Linked DNA regions of Ovis aries: region 2 is linked to region 1. A link is a contact called in public Hi-C data. All regions are on one chromosome and are shown on one strand. The core of a region is the stretch at or near the end of the contact, and the rest is flanking DNA. Distances in the headings are between cores, read along the strand shown.

What was found. Hi-C and Micro-C count contacts between places; a contact is called where the count stands out from the background.
Region 2: a contact with region 1 is called in a Hi-C map of mixed tissues, with 4 times the contacts expected there. The contact joins the promoter of CPNE5 here to the enhancer-like site in region 1. A contact is called at or near these places in 8 of 16 Hi-C or Micro-C datasets (hypothalamus, liver, mesenteric adipose tissue and 4 more).

Annotation. Positions count from the first base shown.
Region 1 is chr20:10,759,894-10,762,817 of ARS-UI_Ramb_v3.0, reverse strand. CPNE5 (copine 5) reads left to right here. Exons shown (of 21, transcript XM_027958670.3): 13 at 2,059-2,112. Among named protein-coding and RNA genes, the nearest start is that of RAB44, 63 kb to the right of the region's middle. Within about 2 kb of position 1,282, at least 4 of the 54 cell types and tissues checked have an H3K27ac peak or open chromatin away from gene starts, as enhancers often do. A contact at or near this core is called in liver, where this site is marked.
Region 2 is chr20:10,844,590-10,847,751 of ARS-UI_Ramb_v3.0, reverse strand. It overlaps CPNE5 (copine 5), which reads left to right and starts at 1,852. Exons shown (of 21, transcript XM_027958670.3): 1 at 1,852-2,604. The coding sequence starts at 2,510.

The DNA.
Region 1 (2,924 bases), core at 33-2,532:
CTGTGCCATCATCGTGGGGACCACGGCCCCTGGGGAGGCATCCCTGATGCCTTCTGCCCCGCATCCCACACCCAGTCCACGGCTGAGTCCTGCTCCTCCTGCCACCTGGATATTCTGAGGCTTGTCCCCTTCCTTCCTGTCCACCCCCACCATCACCATCTCCCCCGTGGGGGTGGGGGGCTTTGCGACAGCCTCCTAATGGCCTTTCCACTTCTACTCAGTAACCCAGAGCTGCCTACAAAATGGTAATCGACCACACTGCTGCCCTGCTTACTACCTGGCTGTTCACTTCACCCGCTGTCTCAGCCTGGTTCGCCCCAGGGAGCAGGGAGCCTCCACCCCAACTGATGTCCGACAGGGCCCTTTACCTACAAGGAAAGGCCGAGCTCCTTCACAAGAGGGTCAAGCCCCCGCGACCTGCAGTGTCTGTGCAGCTGAGGTGGGGGCGTGTATGAGCGGCCGTATACATCACAGCTCTAGGAGCCCCTGGGGTCTGGCCCGCTCCCCGTCCCTCTGCCCACCCTCGCTTTCAGCCCATTATGCCATCTGAGGCTCTCTGAACCTCCATCTGGCTCGGTCTCTGTGGCTTCATTTGTGCTGGTGCCTCCCCGGGGCTCCCTTTGCTCTTCTTGACCTGGTTGGGCCTCTACCGGGCCTCAGAGACAGCCTGTGATGCTCCTCCCCCAGGAAGGCCCTACCTGCACACCCACCAAGTCTGAAGAGGGTGCTCCTGTTCCCTCCTCCCCCACTAAAAGCAGGCCTGTTACCTGTTTATCATACTATGTGTGTGCGTGTGTGCTAAGTTGCTTCAGTCGTGTCTGACTCTTTGTGACCCCGTGGACTGTAGCCCACCAGGCTCTTCTGTCCATGGGATTCTCCAGGCAAGAATACTGGAGTGGGCTGCCATTCCCTCCTCCAGGGGAATCTTCCTGACCCAGGGATTGAAGCCACATCTCTTAGGTCTCCTGCACTGGCAGGCAGGTTCTTTACACTAGCGACACCTGGGCAGCCCTTATCATACTTCCTCCCTCCCCTCCCCCCTCCTCCCTCCCCTCCCCACCCCCCCTCCCCAAAGACCATGACATCCTCAGGGGTGGGGACGATGTCTCGCTCACTGTTGTGTCCAGAGCCCGCAGAGCTCCTGGTCCTGGGAGCCACTCAGTGCCTCCTTGCACAGGAGGGCAGACCCCCTACCAGCCCTGGGGACCCTGAAGACGCTGGGGACGTGAGGAGAGAGAGGAGAAAGCTTCGAACTCCAGCCCGGGAGTGGGGAGGTTGCTGGCCCCTAGGGGGCGCTGGTCCCCTGCACGGCGTCTGGGGCCGCTTAGGCTGGAGAGTCTGGTACATGGGGAGGGGGGGAGGGGGTGTGCATGCCCAGTGGTGGTGGAAACCCCAGAACAAACAGGATGTTTTCTCAGTGCCCACTTCACAGGAAGATCTGAGAACAAAACAGTGCTTTAATATTGAAACAGTTATAATTAGAGAGTGCATGTGGTACAGGCTAATTTAAAGATAACAGATGACTTCAAAGACATATGCTTGTGGCCAGGTCTTTTGGTGATGCCCAGACCCCCAAGAGTCCATGTGCATTCCCCTCTGGTGGGAGAGCTGCTCTGGAGTAGATGTTTGAGTTGCGGTAAATACTAGAAGCCCCACACCCTCATGGGACAGACTGAGAGATCCAGGAACAGTGTAGTCTCGGGGCTGCAATGTGCCCCCGTCTCAGCAGCTTGCCTAGGGAACTGTCGTCCTACGAACACGCCAGGCAGCACCAGATCCTCTGCGTGGCCTTCAGGCCTGTGGCGGTTCTGAGGTTTGTGCTGGGTTTGTCCCGCCAGACTTCTCTCCCCCGTTCCTGCCTGCACAGCTTGCCAGACCTCCCACCTGAACTTCCCACCTGGGCCTAAGCTCCAGCTCTTTCTTCCTTCTGCGTCTCCCTAGTCACCCTTGGCTTCCTCCTTCTCTTCTGCCCCAGGGCCACACCCAGCCCCTGCAGAAGCGCTCCTTCTTACCTGGTAACTGGGTTTTATTGTGTGTGTGTGTTTTTTTCCTCGGCAGGTGGTAAACCCAAAAAAGAAAATGAAGAAAAAGAAATATGTGAATTCGGGCACAGTGAGTAGCCACTCCCTCTCTGAGGCGGATGTAGACTTCCTGAGCCCCGAGCTAGGTCTGGTGGTCTGTGCGGCTTTGCTGCAGGGTGTGGGAACCAGACCTGGGGGTTGGGGGTGGGGAGGAGTGGGGCTGACGGAGCAGTGGGGGTCCGGGGGGACGGGCCCTGTGATGTAGGATGAAAAATCCCAGAGAGAAACTCCCGTGGGGGGCTCTTGCTGCAGGAAGGAAAAGGACTCGAACTTATTGGGCTCTTACTCTGGGAAATTCCCCGTTGGGGTGCTTTTCACAGGTTGTTTCCTTAAGAGGCAGGCATTATCATCCCCTCGTCACAAGAACGGAAACCAAGGCCCAGGCAGGGAAGTGACTCAACCAAGGTCACAGAGCTGGAAGGTGGTAGACAGAGCAGTGAGCACAACAGTTAAATCTGCAGCTTGCAGCTGCTGTGGACACGGCCTCCTTAACCAAGACCATCCTGGGATCACACTGGCCCAGCGGCTTCCGGGGGCTGATCCTCAGCACACTCCTGCATTTCTTCAACAAATATTTACTGTGTGCTCCCAAGTGCCAGGCACTGTTTGGGGCAAGAGGGAATAAGACTGATGCAAATCCCTGCCCCCCTGGTACTTATTGTCAGGTTGGGGGGTGGGGGACAGAAGACAAGTGCTCCCGCAAATACCTGTGTGTGCCAGGTGGTTGGGGGTGCTGTGGAAACAAAGTATAGTGAAGTGTGGAATCTAGAAAAATGACATAGACGATCTTACTTGCAACGCAAATATAGAGACAGACATAGGAAACAAACAAATACCAAGGGG
Region 2 (3,162 bases), core at 603-3,102, 84 kb before region 1:
GAGGCAATCAAGACTTCTGTTCAGAGTCAGGCTTTGGTCTCAACTGCCTGGGTTCAAATTCTTGCTCTGCCAGTTCCCAGCTGGGTGACTGTGGGAAAGTTATTTAGCTCCCCTGAAATAATAATACCTCACACCTATACTTATTTTGAGAATTTATAATCATGCACAGTCTTTGTAAATATATTAAAACCATTGAATTGTATAGTTTAAAATGGTGGAATTTTATAGTACACAAATAGTATTTTGAAAAATTAATCATGGTGTCTGGCCCAGGGTAGGCTCTTTGAAAACAAAACGGTGGTTATCATTGTGACCGAGGAAGCTTTCCAAGGGAACCTAGCACCTGATCAGACACAGAGTGGGTATTCTGTAAACACTGGTGGGACCAGTGGATAACATAGCTCTCAAGTATGTGTGGAGCATGTCTAGGACAGCTACCTGGGGGAAAGTGGGGAGTGGGGGACACAGAGATTCCAAGCCCAGTTTTGCATCCCTTGGAAAAGCAGGCCCAGCTTATTCTTGGTGGAGACAGGGTCTTAAGCCCAAACCAGAGAAAGAAACCTTTCAACCCCGCAGCACCCCACCACCCTGGGCATCCCCTCTTTGTTCTTGCTGTCGGGTCCCAGGTCGCAGAGCCTAGTCCAGCAGATCCTGAGCCATGGGTAAACAGAAAACACTTAACCCAGGCTGACGAACGTGTTCTTATATTTATCTTTGACTCTGGCTGTATCCGATGTTCTGGGAATTGACTTCAAACAGAATCTTGAGCGCCGGTTAAGGCCCAGCTGCCAAAGCCAGGCCCGGAGGGCGCGGCTTTCCCAGAGCCGGTCTCAGGCTCTGATCCCCCCAGGACCCTTCCCCGGCAGAGAGGCGCGTCCGCTCCAAATGCCGGGGCGATGGGGAAGAGGAGGTTCCAGCTCAGTAAAGCTGAGATTCAGGCTGAGGAAGGGCCGCGGGAGATTTCCTGGGGAAGCGTCTCTCTGAGAAGCCCTGGAGAGACGCCACAGCGCTGCAAACCCAGGGGCTCACCCAGGAGGCTAGACCCGGGCAGAGTGGAGCCGCAACGGGCCAGGCTGGAAGGGAGGCCGCCAGAGAGGGGCCTGGACAATCTCCTCGCTCCCCTGACTGCGATCAGAGCCCGGCACACAGCAGGCGCCTACTTGGTGCAGGTTGCAGAGAAGCCTGGAGAGCTCGGACCGCCCTCTGCCTGGTTGGAGGAAGCTTCTAGACCCAGGGGCTGGCTAAGCCGTGTGGTCACGACGGGCAGGGGATGGGGAGGGCTCTGTCGCGTGGCTTAGGTGGCCGACTCCGCGTGGCCAGGCCCGGCGGGGGCAGAGGCGGATGGGAGAGCGTCCATGAACCCACGCTGCCTAGGCCTAAGGACCCTCACTGAGGCGACCCCTCCGGGCACTGGGGTCGTCCCCACACGCTTCCCCAGGAGATGTAAAATCTGTTTCTGCACTGAGACCCGCCCCCTCCCCCGCGTTGGGGCGCACCCTCAGCGGACTCCCCCCCCAAACCTCTGGGGGAGATGCTGTCTCTGTGCACAGATCCCTCCCCACCCTCGCTCCGCAGAGACCCTTCCCAAACAGATGCTCCTAGGTTCAGACACCCCTCTGGCTCCCGGGGTACCGAGATCCTCCGGGAGGTGGGAAGTGGAGCGCGGGCGCAGACGAAGACGCGCACCGCCGAGACCATCTCTAGCCGTCACCCCCCAGGCTCCCAGCATCTGGAACCGCGTCCCCACGCCCGCCACACGCACACACACACAGATTCACACGCTCGCACACACACTCGCGCGCAGACCCCGCCCGCGGCCCCGCCCCGGCCCCTGCGGGCGCCCCCTCCGGCGCTCACGGACCCAGCAAGCGGCCCGCCCCGGGTGGCGGGAGGTGGCGGCTTCGGGCAGATTTGATTTTCCCGCAGCCCGGGCGCCCCGGAGCCAGAGCCCGAGCCGAGGAGGTGGCGCTCGGAGCCGCGTCCCCAGCCTCGCCGCCGCCCGCGCGGAGACCCAGCGAGTGGCGCCGCAGCTCCGGCGCTCCGGGTTCGCTCCGCGCTGCCTGAGTCCCGCCGCCCCCGCAGCCCGAGCTCCACTCGACCCCCCACACCCCCTCTCCCTCTCCTGCGCCCCTTCTGCCCCCACCCCGAGCTCCCCGCCCCTTTCCTGGTGCTCTCTCCACCACTCCGCGCGTCCCTCCCGGCGCCCTCGCCTCGCGCCCCTCCGCCTCTCCCCGCTGCGCCCCAGCTCCCTGCGCGCTCTGCCCCTCAACACTGGGTCCCCAGCCTCCTCGCGGCGTCACCCGCACCCCCTCCTCTCTCCTCGGCCCCCGCTCCCTCCGCCCCCTTCCCTCTCTCACTTCCCACGCCCCCTCTTCGCTCTCCTCTCTCCTCCCTTTGCCGCCCAGCCCCGGCTCGGGAGTTAGGGGGAGAGCCCAGGGTTTCCGTCGCTCCGGAGGAGTCGTGAATCGCGCAGGGATTGACTAATTTGGGGTGGGGGGCGCGGTGGGCTATGGAACAGCCCGAGGACATGGCGTCGCTGAGCGAGTTCGACTCCTTGGCGGGCAGCATCCCGGCCACCAAGGTGGAGATCACCGTGTCCTGCAGGTGAGCCGCCCGCTGTCCGGGTCCCCCCGCCCCGCCCCTGGAGCCGGAGCCCCGTCTACCTCCGTGCGCCCCCTTCCAGAGCGTGCTCGCCCCTCTGCCTGTCGGGCAAGAGCCCATGCCCAGCCACGGGTGGCCAAGGCGGAATGGGAAGCCAGGCTCAGGGTCTTATTCGGGAAAGTTTGCACGCCGGGCTGATGTTGCGAGGAGATAAGAAGACACAGGGGGTAGGGATCCGGGAGCCCGAGGGGGGAGAGGGAGGTAGTGAACGAACACGGCAGGGGCTTCACGCCGTCTATTTCTGATCGTCCCCTCCCCAAATGGAGAAGAGAGGGATTTGCCTCATCCCTCCCAGGCGTGCCCAGCCTCTGCCTTCTGCGCCCTCCTTCCCTGCCTTCTCCCTGCTCCTTCGCCCCAACTCCCCCACCCTCTCCTCCCTCCCTCCCCCCACCTTCTAGACCCCAGGATCCTACAGCCTTTCTTCACCTCCAACAGCAAAACAGACTCTTTGGGAAACGATCAGATTGGCTCACTCATGCTGAGCTGTGGATGACTGATAAC